Linked DNA regions of Sus scrofa: region 1 is linked to region 2. A link is a contact called in public Hi-C data. All regions are on one chromosome and are shown on one strand. Each heading gives the region's core, a stretch centred on a gene start, on an enhancer-like site or on the middle of the called end of the contact. The rest is flanking DNA. Distances are from core to core; before and after follow the strand shown.

What was found. A called contact is a pair of places that touch in the nucleus more often than the background predicts.
Region 1: a contact with region 2 is called in a Hi-C map of liver, with 2.3 times the contacts expected there. The contact joins the promoter of ILF3 here to the promoter of CDKN2D in region 2. A contact is called at or near these places in 3 of 5 promoter capture datasets (fetal liver, fetal skeletal muscle and skeletal muscle), 17 of 47 Hi-C or Micro-C datasets (alveolar macrophages, blood, embryonic fibroblasts and 7 more) and 2 of 2 datasets of contacts at active chromatin or transcription factors (alveolar macrophages and skeletal muscle).

What each region holds. Positions count from the first base shown.
Region 1 is chr2:69,408,704-69,416,122 of Sscrofa11.1, reverse strand. ILF3 (interleukin enhancer-binding factor 3) reads right to left here and starts at 2,248. Exons shown (of 20, transcript XM_021083797.1): 1 at 1,975-2,248.
Region 2 is chr2:69,335,024-69,342,401 of Sscrofa11.1, reverse strand. CDKN2D (cyclin-dependent kinase 4 inhibitor D) reads left to right here and starts at 2,404. Exons shown (of 3, transcript XM_005654859.2): 1 at 2,404-2,564; 2 at 2,837-2,992; 3 at 4,018-4,974. The coding sequence starts at 2,852. The coding sequence ends at 4,377. It overlaps KRI1 (protein KRI1 homolog), which reads left to right and starts at 5,298. Exons shown (of 19, transcript XM_013987437.2): 1 at 5,298-5,532; 2 at 5,643-5,716; 3 at 6,468-6,573. The coding sequence starts at 5,439. It overlaps AP1M2 (AP-1 complex subunit mu-2), which reads left to right. Exons shown (of 11, transcript XM_021083790.1): 11 at 690-1,113. The coding sequence ends at 712.

The DNA.
Region 1 (7,419 bases), core at 999-3,498, 74 kb before region 2:
AGACTTAAGAGAAGGTTCTTTCCTCATCACTTACTCCACCTGTCCCTACCTGGTGAACTTAACCAGGGGAGCATGAAAACAAGCACTTTATCTGCAACGTCAAAATGTTAGTGCCAGTCTTGCCAATATGGGTTTTTTGACAAAAAAAAAAAAAAAAAAAAAAAAAAAATTAAGGAAAATGATAGCCTTAGATTCCTCACACCCAGGAATATGGGCCCCTAAAAAAATACTCAAGTACTCTAGAAGGAGCCAAAAGAATTTTTACCTACAGGCACTAGCCAAATTCAATCAAGAAAAAAACAAACAAACAAACAAAAAAAAACTACAAATGATCAGGCACCACTCCATTCCAGAAAGAGGGCAATTCCCAAGCTTCCCCAAGCTTCAGGAGGGTAGGGAAACTGATAAATCAGTGCCCAGTGCTGGTAAGGCCAAGCCAGGCTTCAATCAACTCCAGACAATGCTAGGGTCTGCAGAGACTCCAAGGAACCAAGACTGTCCACATGGCCAAGAGACAGCTCACAGGTAAAGACCCCAGGAGTAGGGACAGAGATGGCACCTGTTGGTGCCCTGGAACCCCCCCCATCTCCACCCCAGCTATGAGTGAGCTTCTGATTCCCACACTTCATTCACAGCCTCAGTCAGTGGCTGCTGTAGCTACATCCCAGGAGACCACACATAAAGCACAGGGGCAGCACTGTGAACCAATCCATGGAGATTCCCAACCAGATTTGATCCCTAAAGTCCAGATTTGATCCCTAACTTCAGAAGGCACCTTGTGTTTTTCCATGGACCCCAAATATGCCACCAGACCGCTCATTTTAGAGACATTAGAACGCTAAACAATCATAAAAAGATTCAGAATCACTGAAATACCTGAGTCCAGGAAAAGTAATGATGCTTCCTTGCTGATCTGTCAAGTCCCCTAGGCAGGATGCCAAACAATTTTCAATCAATTTTGGAAATATTGAGAAGAGACGGCTTACTCTCCCCAAGTTTAGACACTGAACTGGGCAAGAGCATGTTGATCCTTAAACATCCCAAATAATATCCCCAGGCGAAGAACTGCCCAGGGCAAAACCTCTAAAGCAACCCCAAGAATCTCAGTCACTCAACAACTTGAGGAAGTAAGCTAGAAAAGAATTTTAAGCGCTCATGTTTGGGTCTCAATCTGGAAGATCACAGGGCACCCAAATATCACATCTGATCACCATTTTGAGGGAGAATCGGGAAAAAATTCAACATCAATGAAACATCTAAAATAAATGAAGTGAAAGCTTAAAATAAACCTTTTAGCAATTCTGGATCCGGATCTGGGGGAGGCCAGCCTAACCAGAGATTTAAAAACCCCATGAACCCACAAAGACCTCCTCTGCAATCCACTTAAGGACGGGGTTCCAGGGAGGGGGTCTGCCTCTCCGCTCCACGAAAAGACAAAGGAGGCGATGTTTCCCGCCTCGAGAACCTGGGACTCTCCTGGAACCCGGGACCGGAATGGGACAAAGAGAAGAGGTGGGGGGGTAGCCCCTGCTCCGCGGGGCAGGATGCTTCCAGTCGGAGGGGGGTGTGTGCTCACCGCACGTGCGCGTGTGCGCGCGTGGCGCCCCAACAGACAAAGCCCGACCCGGGGGAGGCGGCAGCCGGGGGCCCAGTGCGCGCGCACCCCCGCGAGAGGCGCCACCGCCGGCCGAGGGGCCGCGAAGGGGGGGGCGGATGCGCGCGCACCGGGCCCTCGCCGCCGCCGCCATTTTGTCTCCTCGGCACAATGGGGGAGAGTAACGGCCGAGCGCGGGAGGTAGGCTAGCAAAGGAGGAAGGAGCCAGGCACTGGGGCGAGAGAACCAAACGAAAGCAGGGAACACAAGGCGCCTCAGGCCTTATCTCCGCAACTCCTCACCCGAGCCCGCGCTGAGGAGAGAACGGGGGGAGGGGGAAAGGCGGGAGCGGGCCCGGCCGCCGCCACATTGACGCTTACCTCGTCTGGGTCCCTTTCCTCGACAGCAACCACCGCCCTCCGGCCACAGCCCGCCTCGGTCTTCCCCAAAAAGCCACGCGGTACGCACCGGGCTGCTGAGTCCAACTGCAATGGCGAGAAGAGGAGGAGGAGGAGCCGGGGCCGGGGACGAGCTGGCGGGCGGGCGCGCGCTAGGGAGGTGCGGAACCACGTGACCGGGCGGAGCCACGCCCCCTGCCGCCTCGTTACCGCTCGACGCAGGCCCAGCGGGAGAGGCAGGGAGGGAGGAACAGAGAAAAGAAGGCGGGCCCTGGTCACGTGACAGAACCGTAAGACGTTACGTGGCGTCGGGACGTTTTCCTCCTCTTTCCACGCCTTTGCTTGATCATGTGACAGTGGCAAATTCGGAGATCTCCTTGGCCATGTGATAAGGACTTTTGCTCCTTGCCTTTGCGGTATTGGTAGGCCTGTTTCATGTGACAACATTGCCTTTCTTTTTTTCAATTGCGGTTTTTGAGCGGCCATTACCACGTGAGGCCGAGGGAGGGGCGGAGCCTCCCTGGTCTCCTAGTTTATGCGCTTGCGCGGCCGCCATCTTACGCCCGTCGCCAGGAGTACGTTGGCGGAAACGGTCAGAGAGGCTGGCTCTTGAGCGTCCTCATGGTGGCTGGTGTTGCTAGAAGAGGTTCGCTCTGCTACTGAAGCGGTACGGTGGCACTTCCTTCCCACTGCCTGCTTTTTCCACGAGAGGCCGAGCAGACTCGAGCTGTGTGTGTGAGGAAAGGTCGGACAGAACTCCTCGTTGCTGCTTCGGCATCCGGGTCTTTGGTGTTGAAACTTTTTCACGGGTAGCGCCCCGCTAAACTACCCGGCCCGGAGCCTCTGAAGGGCAGAGCCCAGTTGGTCAGAATCTTCCAGTCCCCCATTCACAGATGAAGAAATTGAGGCCCGATCCAGAAAAAGACCCGACTGAAGGCCTCACTGTCTTTTGCGGGAAATCTGGGACTTGGACTGAGACACTTGGCCAGCCACATCTTGGCGGGGAGGTCGGGGTCATAAGTAAAGGCATGGGGGACCGAGCGTCATCACTTTACGATCCTGGTGTTGTTGCATCCTCTTGGGAGCCTCAGATCCTCAGTGTACAATCTATGCCTAAGCTAAGTCCTGCTTTCTTCCAGAATCAGGATCAGTCAGGCGTTGGTAGACAAGTGATAGAGACATTGCTGAGATTCGGAGGCAAGTAGTTCAGGACTTAACGGCCTAAATAAATCTTTTTTGCAGAAGCAGGAATAGTGTAGCTAGTTTAAGAATGCAAGATCCCGAGTTCCCATCTCGGCTCAGTGGAAATTAATCCGACTAGCATCCATGAGGACTCAGGTTTGATCCCTGGCCTCCTCAGTGGGTTAAAGATCCCGAGTTGCCCTGAGCTGCGGTTTAGGTCGCAGAGGGGTCCTGTTCTGGCGTGGCTGTGGCATAGGCCAGTAGCTACAGCTCCGGTTAGACCTTCCTGGGAGCTTCCATATGCCTGGCTGCAACCCTAAAAAAAACCAAAAAAATTTTTAAGAAAATGCAAGATCCAGGGTCGCCCTAAGTTTGGGTCTCTGTATAATCAAGACTAGTGCACCTCCCTGAGCTTCTCTTGCATTATCTACAAAATATGATTTTTTTTTTTCCTTAAAAGCACCTGGTACAATTCTTTGCACAAAACATATGCCCCAATGGAGTTCCTGTTGTGGCGCAGTGGTTAAGGAATCCGACTAGGAACCATGAGGTTGCAGGTTCTATCCCTGCTCTTGCTCAGTGGGTTAACGATCTGGCGTTGCTGTGAGCTGTGGTGTGGGTCACAGACACGGCTCGGATCCCGCGTTGCTGTGGCTCTGGTGCAGGCTGGCAGCCACATCTCCGATTCGACCCCTAGCCTGGGAACCTCCATATGCCGCGGGAGCAGCTCAAGAAATGGCAAGAAGACAAAAAAAAAAAAAAAAAAGCCCCAAGATTATAGTTGGGTTTTTTTTTTTTTTTTTTTTTTTTTTAGATACGGAGTTCCCATCGAGGCGCAGTAGTTAACGAACCCGACTAGAAGTCGTGAAGTTGCGAGTTAGATCCCTGGCCTCGCTCAGTGGGTTAAGGATCTAGCGTTGCCGTAAGCTGTGGTGTAGGTCACAGACGCGGCTCAGATCTGGTGTTGCTGTGGCTGTGCCATAGGCCAGCAGCTGCTCGGATTACACCCCTAGTCTGGGAACCTCCATATGCCGGCGGTGTGGCCCTAGAAAAGACAAAGTAAGGTGTAAAAATGTGGTCACAGATTATCACAGAATGAGTCCATGCTGTCTTACCTATGGCTTCCCAACTTTGTGTGTGTGCTTTTTTAGGGCCACAGTAGCTGCACGCGGAGGTTCCCAGGCTAGGGGACTAATTCCAGCCATAGCCACTGGCCTACCCCACAGCCAGAGCAACACCAGATCTGATCAGCATATGCTACCTACACCACACCTCAAGGCAAACACGGATCCTTAACCCACTGAAAGGAGGCAGGAAGCAAACCCATATCCTCATGGACACTAGTCAGGTTCCTAACCTGCTGGACCACAATAGGAATTCCTCCCTATTAGAGCAGAAAATCAAGAGGCAGGAGGCCAGAGCACTGATATTTCAAGCCGGTTTCATTGATGAACATACTGGCCAGGAGCACTGAGAGAATTCAGCCTCCCTGCTTAGGGAGCAGCTGGTTATAAGAAAAGGGGTAGTTTCCATTTTTATCACAGATTTGTTCTTGGGCTAAGTCAGTATTCAGGGGTTGGGGGAGGCAGTCCCCTTAGCAATGTGAGTAATGGTTTGGGGTAGGGGGTAGAGAGAAGTTGTAAAGAAACATCCCATGACAAGTGACGGGATGTTTAACTGGTCTCCAAGGCAGCTCATTGTTGGGGGAGTGACGCCCTTCTAGATGGTAAGTCTGATTAGAGTTTTGGTGGCACCTAGCAAATCATATCCGATTCCCCACCTAAGACTCCCATCTTTACTTATACTTAAGATCTTGAAACAGTCATCTATTTACACGGTATAAAATGTCAAACATGCAAAAGGATGTGAGAAAACAAAGTCAATTACCTCTTCCAAACACCATCCACCTTGACAGCTGTTGTAAGTTTTTTGTGTACCTCTATAGGATGTTTTATTTCCAGAGGTGCTTAATTATAGTCTTATTGGTATTTTTTCACATTAATAATAGACATTCTACATCTTGCTATTTTTTTGAGATCGTTCTTAAAGCTTGAGATCGAAGAAAGTTTTGGTTAAATTAATGGGACATAAATAAAATTAGCTACGGAATACCCATTATGGCTCAGTGGTAATGAGCCAAATTAGTATCCATAAGGATGGAGTTTCAATGGATCCCTGGACTTCACTAAGTGGGTTAAGGATGTGGTGTTGCTATGAGCTGTGGTGTAGTTTTCAGATGAGGCTTGGATCTGGTGGTGGTATGGCTGTGTTGTAGGCTGGAAGCTGCAGCTCCAACGCCTAGCCTGGGAACTTCCATATGCTGCAAGTGTGGCCCTAAAAAGAAAAAAAAAAAAGAAAAGAAAAGAAAATTTAGATTGTTCAAGGTCACCATAACTCGGCTTTTTTTTTTTTTTTTTTTTTTTAGATGCTTTAAAATATATCAGGGAGTTCCCCTTGTGGTGCAGTGGAAGCAAATCCTAGTAGTAGTTTTGGTAGTCCCAAAGAATCTGTTTTATACTCGAGCAATAATTGTGATGCATAATTATTTTGCAGATAGGCAATCATGGTAAAAATTTTCTTACACCCGATTTCTCAGGAAACACCTGGGGTTCTAATTAAAAAGTGTTCTTGGGAGTTCCCGTCGTGGCGCAGTGGTTAACGAATCCGACTAGGAACCATGAGGTTGCGGGTTCGGTCCCTGCCCTTGCTCAGTGGGTTAACGATCCGGCGTTGCCGTGAGCTGTGGTGTAGGTTGCAGACGCAGCTCGGATCCCACGTTGCTGTGGCTCTGGCATAGGCCGGTGGCTACAGCTCCGATTCAACCCCTAGCCTGGGAACCTCCATATGCCACGGGAGCGGCCCAAAGAAATAGAAAAAAAAAAAAATTGTTCTTGGTATATGAAATAACATTATATAATGTTATGCTTACCACATTTATATAATAATTACATCTGTGGCTTTTGGTTTCGTTTTTTTGTCTTTTTGCCTTTTCTAGGAATGCTTCCGCAGCATATGGAGGTTCCCAGGCTAGGGGTCTAATCGGAGCTGTAGCCACCGGCCTATGCCAGAGCCACAGCAACTCAGGATCCGAGCCATGTCTGCAACCTACACCACAGCTCACAGCAACGCCGGATCCTTAACCCACTGAGCAAGGCTAGAGATCGAACCTGCAACTCATGGTTCCTAGTCGGATTTGTTAACCACTGAGCCACGATGGGAACTCCTGTTTGTTTTTTTATTTTTGTTTATTTATTTTTTGTCATTGAAGAATTTTACTTTTTCTTCTTTATTCAAAACATTTTACTTTTTTTAAAATTTGCTACTTGCAGTTTTCTTACACATGCTTTCACTGACATCTGAAAATAAGATTTATTCCTTTGCTGGGTAAGTATTCTGTACAAATTAAGTGCACAATGACTGTTTCTTGAAATGAACATAAACTTTCAACCAGTAACATTACCTGCAGAGAAGAGGATACAAAACTAATGAAACAGGAAACATGGGATTAGTTTCTTTTTTTTTTTTTTTTGACTCTTTTTTTTAATTTTGCCATTTCTTGGGCCGCTCCCACAGCATATGGAGGTTCCCAGGCTAAGGGTCTAATCGACGCTGTAGACGCCGGCCTACGCCAGAGCCACAGCAACGCGGGATCCAAGCCACCTCTGCGACCCAACCACAGCTCACGGCAACGCCAGATCCTTAAGCCACTGAGCAAGGCCAGGGATCAAACCTGCAACCTCATGGTTCCTACTCGGATTCGTTAACCACTGAGCCACAATGGGAACTCCTATACTGTAATTTTTTTTTTTTTGATTCTTTTTTTTTTTTTGCCATTTCTTGGGCCGCTCCCACAGCATATGGAGGTTCCCAGGCTAGGGGTCTAATCGGAGCTGTAGCCACCGGCCTACGCCAGAGCCACAGCAATGTGGGATCCGAGCCGCGTCTGCAACCTACACCACAGCTCATGGCAACGCCAGATCGTTTAACCCACTGAGCAAGGGCAGGGACCGAACCCGCAACCTCATGGTTCCTAGTCGGATTCGTTAACCACTGCGCCACGACGGGAACTCCCTATACTGTAATTTTTAAAAAGCAAATTGTTTTACATGTTATAGGCTGGATGAAGGGTAAATGTAATTCAAGGTTATAGCTCTGAAAAGTATGACAGTAGGATTTTGAAACTCAGATTACATAGGTTTTAACTCCTGGCTTGTTTCAAGTATGACTGATCTGTATTTGAAGTAC
Region 2 (7,378 bases), core at 1,155-3,654:
CACGACGGGAACTCCAACCAAAAAAATTTTTAAAAAATGGGTTAAGGGTCCAGCATTGTTGCTGCAGCTGTGGCTTAGGTCACAACTGTGGCTCAGACCTGATCCCTAGCCTGGGAACTCCATATGCCGCTGGGCAGCCAAAAAAGAAAAAAAAAAAAAAAAAACGGGGCGGGGGATTTGCCATTTCTAGGGTTGTGATGATAGGTTTTGGATGAGGAGCTGAACACATAGCAGTGCCATGTACTGCCTGGAAACAGGCTTGTTGCTGTGGTTACTGTCCCTGTCCCTTTTTTTTTTTTAGGACTGTACTGAGGCGTATAGAGGTTCCCGGGCTAGGGGTCAGATTGGAGCTGTAGCTGCCAGCCTACACCACAGCCACAGCAACTCATGATCTGAGCCACATCTGTGACCTACACCCCAGCTCATGGCAATGCCGGATCCTTAACCCAATGAGCGAGGCCAGGGATTGAACCTGCATCCTCATGTATCCTAGTTGGGTTCATTACTGCTAAGCCATGATGGGAACTCCTGGTTACTGTTCCTGTGTTTGAGCCCATCCTTAGCCTTGTTAAATATGCAGCTAATCATGAATAGTGGGGAAGGGGATGGATTTCAGGATGGGTGGGGGGCTGTCTTTCTGCCTTCTTTCCCTAGTTCTGAGATGGTCCCCACTCATTGTTTCCCTGCAGATTATCAACTTCGTACCAGTTAGAAGGGAGAAGAGGTGGGGGCTTGACCATGGGCCACCCTCTCCCCAGGCCCCCGACTGAAGACTCTATAGAGAGAGGGAGGCACGATGGCGTGCATGTCTGTGTGTGAGGGCAGCGTCTGAATTGGCAGTTTCCTGCTCTCAGCACCAGGATCGCTCCCAGCCTTTTCTTTTACACATAGGCTGGGCGGGGTGGTTTCCCTGTCTCCAGGCTCCTGCCCCTCCCCACCTCCAATTTTATATGAAGAAATAGAAGAGGGGCTTGAAGTCCCCCTCGTGAGTGCCTTCTTGCAGTGACCTGCCTTAGGAGGTGGGGGGAGGGTGCCCCTCCTCCACAGTTGCTGAGCCCAGAGGCCCTGCTGACCCATTCTGAGTTTTAGGATGGCATTAAAAAAATTAATCTAGCTGCTGTGTATGTGCTTTTTGGCTGGGGGCTGGGGATGCCAGCCATGTACCTGAAGTGCTGGGATAAGAGTAGGTAACACATATCCATTTCTCAGCCCCGGTCATTGCTCATCTAGGCCCTCTCTGTTGCCTCCGTCCACTTTGGTCCCCTGGCTCAGGGCTCCCCTCCCCGACGAGAGCCAGTTCCCCTCATCGCCGCCAGAGGGCACCTGTTAACTCCTAAATCAGATCGTGGGTCCTGTGCGCAGAACCCTCCCAGGGTTCCATTCTTTTTAAAAAGTAAAAGTCAAGTGCTTACCGCAGCCCACAAGACCAAAGTGCATTATCCCTCCCTCCCACTCTCTCCCTCTATACCTCACTCTTCCTGTACTTACTGGGCACTCTCTCACCTCAGGGCCTTCGCATCTGTAGCGCCTCCACCTGGCGTATTTTTCCCCAGAAATCCACATGGCTTTTTCCCTTAATTTTCAGGTCAAACCAAATGTTACCTCCTCAGGGTGGCCCTTTCTGACCTCTCAATTTCAAAGGCCTTCCTTTCCCAAAAAAGGAATTACTTAATGCCGTTTTATCAGTATACTCTGAAAATATTTAATTTTCGATTTATCCAGCCCTAAACGGTCGGCGTCCTGAAGCAGGAAGTACTCGGCTTGCTCTCCACTTCGGCACCTATTATACAGTAGGTGCTCAGTAAATGTTTGAAGGCCTCTATTGAGAGCCTCCGACCGCGACTTTTGCCTCGCTCCTCATCCACGTTGCAGCTGTAGCGTGAAATTTCCTCCACGCCCTTGAACTTGAATGCGATTCCTTCCTCATCCATTCCATTTCCACGTTGTTTTCTTCACGCTGCTTACCGCTAAATTTATGTGCTTGAATGTACGCTCCCCAACGCGAGGAAGGGTTCCTGCACAGAGTAAATTAATTAAATAAAGCGCTCAGCGTACAATAAGAGCTAATAAATACTTAATCTTGTAATTGAACGGGAGAATCCCGAACTGGGCGGCCCCAGCCCTGCTTTCCTTCCCCCGAAGGTGCCGAGGCCCTGGAGCAGCCCGCGCTACCCTACCCTGACCTTTAATCCCCCGGGTCAGTTAAACAGGCCCTCTTTCCCGCCCGCCCGGCGCGTTTGAAAAACTGAAAACCCCGCCATTGCCGGCGGTTCACCGGTCGCCGAAGCTCGCCCAATCAGCAACGGCTCCGCCCCCTCTGGAGCGCAAAGCCCCCCTGACGACGCGTGGCCATTGGCTGTGCTGGCCGCGAGGGCGGGACACTACAGGGTCGCGAGCCGGGCAATGCTGCTGGGCTACAACGTAGCAAGTTCATAAGAAAACAAATCCGCGGCGCTCGGGGGCGGGGCCCCGAGCGTGGTGGCTCCGCCCCCTGGCGGCCGGCTCGGCTACTGCGGCCGCGGAGTCGGTTCAGAACAGACCCCGCCCGTCGAGGAGGAGGGAGGGTGAGTTGGGGGAGACCCGGCCCCTAAGGGGCGGGCGCCGGCAGGCCCCTGTGGGCAGCGGAGGGTTGGGCCGGGCTCTCAACCCCTCGCTACCCACCGGCTGACAGGGGGAGGAGCCAGCTGGGAGGGCGGGGGTCGCGTCGGAGCCCCGGACTAGCGAGTGGGACCGGGATCCTAGCGCAGGCCGGGGACGCGACTGGAAGGCTGTTAGGGCCATCGCCGCTGGGCTCCCCCGCACTGACCGCACCGGGGTGGGGCGAGGGGCTTCGCAGGCCGCCAGTATCGATATGCTGCTAGAGGAGGTCTGCGCCGGCGACCGGCTGAGCGGAGCGGCGGCCCGGGGCGACGTGCAGGAGGTGCGCCGCCTTCTGCACCGCGAACTGGTGCACCCCGACGTCCTGAACCGCTTTGGCAAGACGGCGCTGCAGGTGAGGCCCGGCCGGCCCCGCAGCGAGGGCGAGGCGGGGAGTGGGCCGAGGACCGAGACCCCAGACCCCTTCCCTCTCGTCTCCTGTCCCCGGTGGCCAACTGGGGTCTGTTCCTTCATCTCTGGGCTGACTTTGCTCCCTGATGTCCCCTTTCTTAGGTGGGTGGTGGATGGGGTTAGGTTGGGGGAGGGGAAGGCTTTCCATCTTTGGAGAATTCCTTGTTCTCTGATTGCGGAGGATTCAGTTTCCCAGGAGAAGTTCTTATTCCTTGGGTAAGGGTTCAGCTTCTTTGAATCCCGGTTTCATGGGGACAGCTTCGGTTTCTTGGAGCTTCCATGGAGGATCCGATCTCTGGAAGGAGGGATTCATGTTTCCAGGGCGTCCCCATCATCTGGGGTGGGGGAGGTAGTTTCTCTGAGAGGTATCCAGCTTCGGGTGGGGGTGTCTCCCTGAGGTCTCCATTCCCTGGGGATTTTCATATTGGTATATTATGGGGGAGGATCCCAATAAGGGAGTACATGGGAATCCCTATTCCCTTGGCATTTACAAAATAGGAATCCCATTTTTTGAAGGGGTCAGGTACCTTGTGGAGCATCCCCATTATTTGGGAGGGGGACATTCCTTGGAGAAGGAGTTTCAAATTCCCTGGGCCTCTCCTTTCCCTTGATGGGGGTGTTCTCATCCTCTGCGGGTCTGTTTCCTGGTGGGGGTTTCATATTTCCTGATGATTTCCCATATGTGGAGAGAAGTGTCTCAGGTTCCTTGGGGGAGGGTCTTAGGTTCCTTGAAAGTTTCCTTGGGGGCTCTTCCCTAGGGGATGTATTATCCTGGGGGTGATCAGTTTTTTGAGGGTTCTTGTTCTCAGGAGATCTTGTTCTGCCTGGGAGCTTATATTCCCCCAAATTTCTCATTCTCTAGAGGACCTTGTCTCTGGCATTCTCTACTCCTGAATGACCCTTTTCTCCAGTCCCCCATTTTCCTGGGCCTCCTCCTTTGAGGACCCCCTGACCCTCTGCCCCCAACAGGTCATGATGTTTGGCAGCCCCACCATCGCCCAGGAGCTCCTGAAACAAGGTGCCAGCCCCAATGTCCAGGATGCTTCCGGCACCACTCCGGCCCACGATGCAGCCCGTACTGGATTCCTTGACACCCTGAAAGTGTTGGTAGAGCACGGCGCTGATGTCAATGCACCTGATGGCACCGGGGCACTCCCCATTCATCTGGCTGTGAGAGAGGGCCACACCTCTGTGGTCAGCTTCCTGGCTGCTGAATCTGATCTCCATCACAGGGACGCCAGGGGGCTTACACCCCTGGAGCTGGCAAGGGGGAGAGGTGCTCAGGATCTCATGGACATACTACAGCGGCACACAGTGGCACCACTGTGACCTGGGGCCACCCAGTCCAGCAACAGGACCCGGCTGGGTTCTGTGTCAGAAGAGAAGGGAAGAAACACTTTCTCCCTTAGCTCCTCCTGCCCACTGCCGAGGGGCACAAGTTTGTGGCTTGTTGGTGTTGATTTCTGGGGTGTGTGTGTTTGAGGTGCATTTCTCATTTTTTTTCCTCTCACCCCTTTTGGTGTATTGGGCAGAGAAGGGCTCCTGCAGGCAACAGCCACCTAAACGGTTCAGTTTCCTCCACCCCCCAGACTGCTGGGACTACAGACAAGTCCCAAGGGCAGAGCGTTTAAAGCCCTAGCTCCAGAGTGAGGTCATTCCTTCCAAGGCTCCTGGAACCTGTCGACCTTGGCCAGCTATACCCAGAGCTAGACCTCAAGTGTGCACACTGCTTTCGGGCATGGGGGAGGGGGGTGTTCCAAATCAGTAAAAGGGTAGTATGAGTTCATTCATATTTTGTTTAAAAGCTTGTTTTCCAGTCCCTTGTACAGCGTTAACACATTCTATTTATTAAGCTTTATGGAAAAAATTGTTGTGTGTGTAATTTAATGTTTTTACCCATTAAATTAAGACTTGTGCATGATCATAGCGCCAGTGGCTTCTGATTTTTGAGGCTGCGATGGAGAGTCGTGCATTCAGGATGTTTGTGGGGGTGGGCACCCAGGTCGCGGATCGTGGGTCCTTTGGCGGAGGGGCGAGAGTGGTAATTCCCAGGGCGCAAGGGGTGAGTGAGCTGGGTGGGGCAGCGGTTTGCGCTGTCGGAACGGAAGGGAGGCAGGAAACCGCGAGTGGAGAAAGGGCCCCCAGATGTCAGCTGGGTGCCGGGAGCCCTGGGGGTGGGGGAGTGGGGTGGGCGGTGGCCGTAGCCTTCCCTGCAGAGGCGTGGCCCATGGGTGGGGACTGCCGTCACAGGGCTTGGGATCCCGGAAGGGCCAGGGGCTGGGTTAAGTGCCGTCCACGAGGCTCCGCCCCATTTAAAGCTAGCTTGCTAGGGAGTAGCCCCGCCCCCTGGGGCGCCCTCCGTACGCTTGCGCAGTGTGCCCAGAGCCGCCATGCCGGAGCCGCGCGGGTCGTCGCCCCTGCGGGTGAACGCGGCGTTTGCTGCGCGGTACGGCCGCTACCGGGAGCGCGAGGAGCTGCAGCGGCGTGAGTGCGGGGCGCATGCGCGCGGGGCGCCGGCGCATGCCGGGCGGTCAGGAAGTGGGCTTGATCTGGTCCCCCAGGCTGACCTGAGGGCTCCTATCTGTGCCCCACAGTCAAAGATCGCTACGGAGACCAGGACGGCAGTGGCGACTCCAGCTCCGAGTCTGACTCCAGCGATGAGCGCGTGGTGAGCTTACCCGCTTCCGTCCTGAACTTGGGGAGGCTTCCAAGCACACCATCCTTGCCCGGCTTATAGGGAGCTGCTTACCCTCATCACCAGCGCGCCGAGGGGAGCTTTCAACTCCCGCCCTTCATTCCCTTGAGAGCCAGACAGCGTCCTCCCCATCCCCAGGGGGTGGCCAGATTCCCCCTACCTCCCCCTTCTCACCTCGGAGCTCCTGGCCCATCTTGATCTGTGAGGTGTAAACTGTCTGTCCACCTTTTTGTCCCTAACAGTCTAACCCTTTCTCAACGCCTGCCGCTCTCCCCAAAGTGGGGCATCCCTCTGCCACATGGGGCACCCACCTTTTCCCCATAGCAGCCCTGATCTTCCCAGTCTCCCTGAGTGGTCCAGCCCTTTCTCTCCATTCTTCCTGTGCCCTTTCTGCCCACCTAGCCCCGTGTCCTGAATCCCTTACTGATGCCAGGAAGTAACCTCTCCTTACCCACTACTTCCATTTCATATCCTGTACATATCCTATGTGTGGACCACCCCCAAGACGGCCCCTCTCCCTCCTCCACCCGTTTGCCCCCCTCTTCCACTCAGATCCAGACCTCCACCCCCCACCTGCCTCTCTAGCCAGATTCCCCTTCCTGCTTCTTAATATATGCCCCTCCCCCACCCTAATTCCCACACCCTCTCAGCCCACCTACCCCTGGTGCCCTCATCACCAGGTGCCTCCTTCTGAAATCTGTCTCCACCTCTTTTCCTGCCCTAGGAATTTGACCCCCAGCAGGAGCGAGACTTTTACAGGACTCTATCCTTGTTGAAGAAGAAGGATCCCCGGATTTACAAGAAAGATGCCACATTCTATCAGAGAACAGGTCTGGGACTGCTCGTTTTTTTGTTTTGTTTTGTTTTGTTTTTGTCTTTTGAGGGTGGGACCGGCAGCATATGGAACTTCCCAGGCTAAGGGTTGAATCAAAGATGTAGCTGCCAGCCTACACCACAGCCACAGCAACTCAGGATCCGAGCCACTTCTGTGGCCTACAGCACAGCTCAGGGCAATGCTGGATCCTTAACCCACTGAGCAAGGCCAAGGATCAAACCCACATCCTCATGGATACTAGTTGGGTTCATCAACCACTGAGCCATGACGGGAACTCTGGGGCTGCTCATCTTGAGGCCCAGTTTCCTCATTGCCTTATGGGCTGTTGTGATTATTTCACCAATCTTTTTTTTTGGCTCTACCGAGGCATGCGATCCCAGGCCAGGGATTGAACCTGCTGCACCACCACAGCAGTGACCCGAGCCACAGCAGTGACAACACTGGATCTTTAACCCAGTGAACCACCAGGGATCTCCCTATTTCATGAGTCTTTACACATCACAACAGCAGGAGTTCCTGTTGTGCCTCAGCAGGTTAAGAACCCTATAGAATACATAGATACTCTGTGAGGATGTGGGTTCCATCCCTGGCCTTGCTCAGTGGCTTAAGGATCCGGCGTTGCCTCAAGCTGTGCCGGATGCAGCTGGTAGCTGCAGCTCCCATTTGACTTCTAGCCTGGGAATTTCCATATGCTGTGAGTGCTGCCCCTAAAAAAGACCAAAGGAAAAAAAAAAAGGCTGTATGAGACTTCCCACTATGGCACAGTGGATTAAGTATCCAATGTTGTCTCTGGGTAGCAT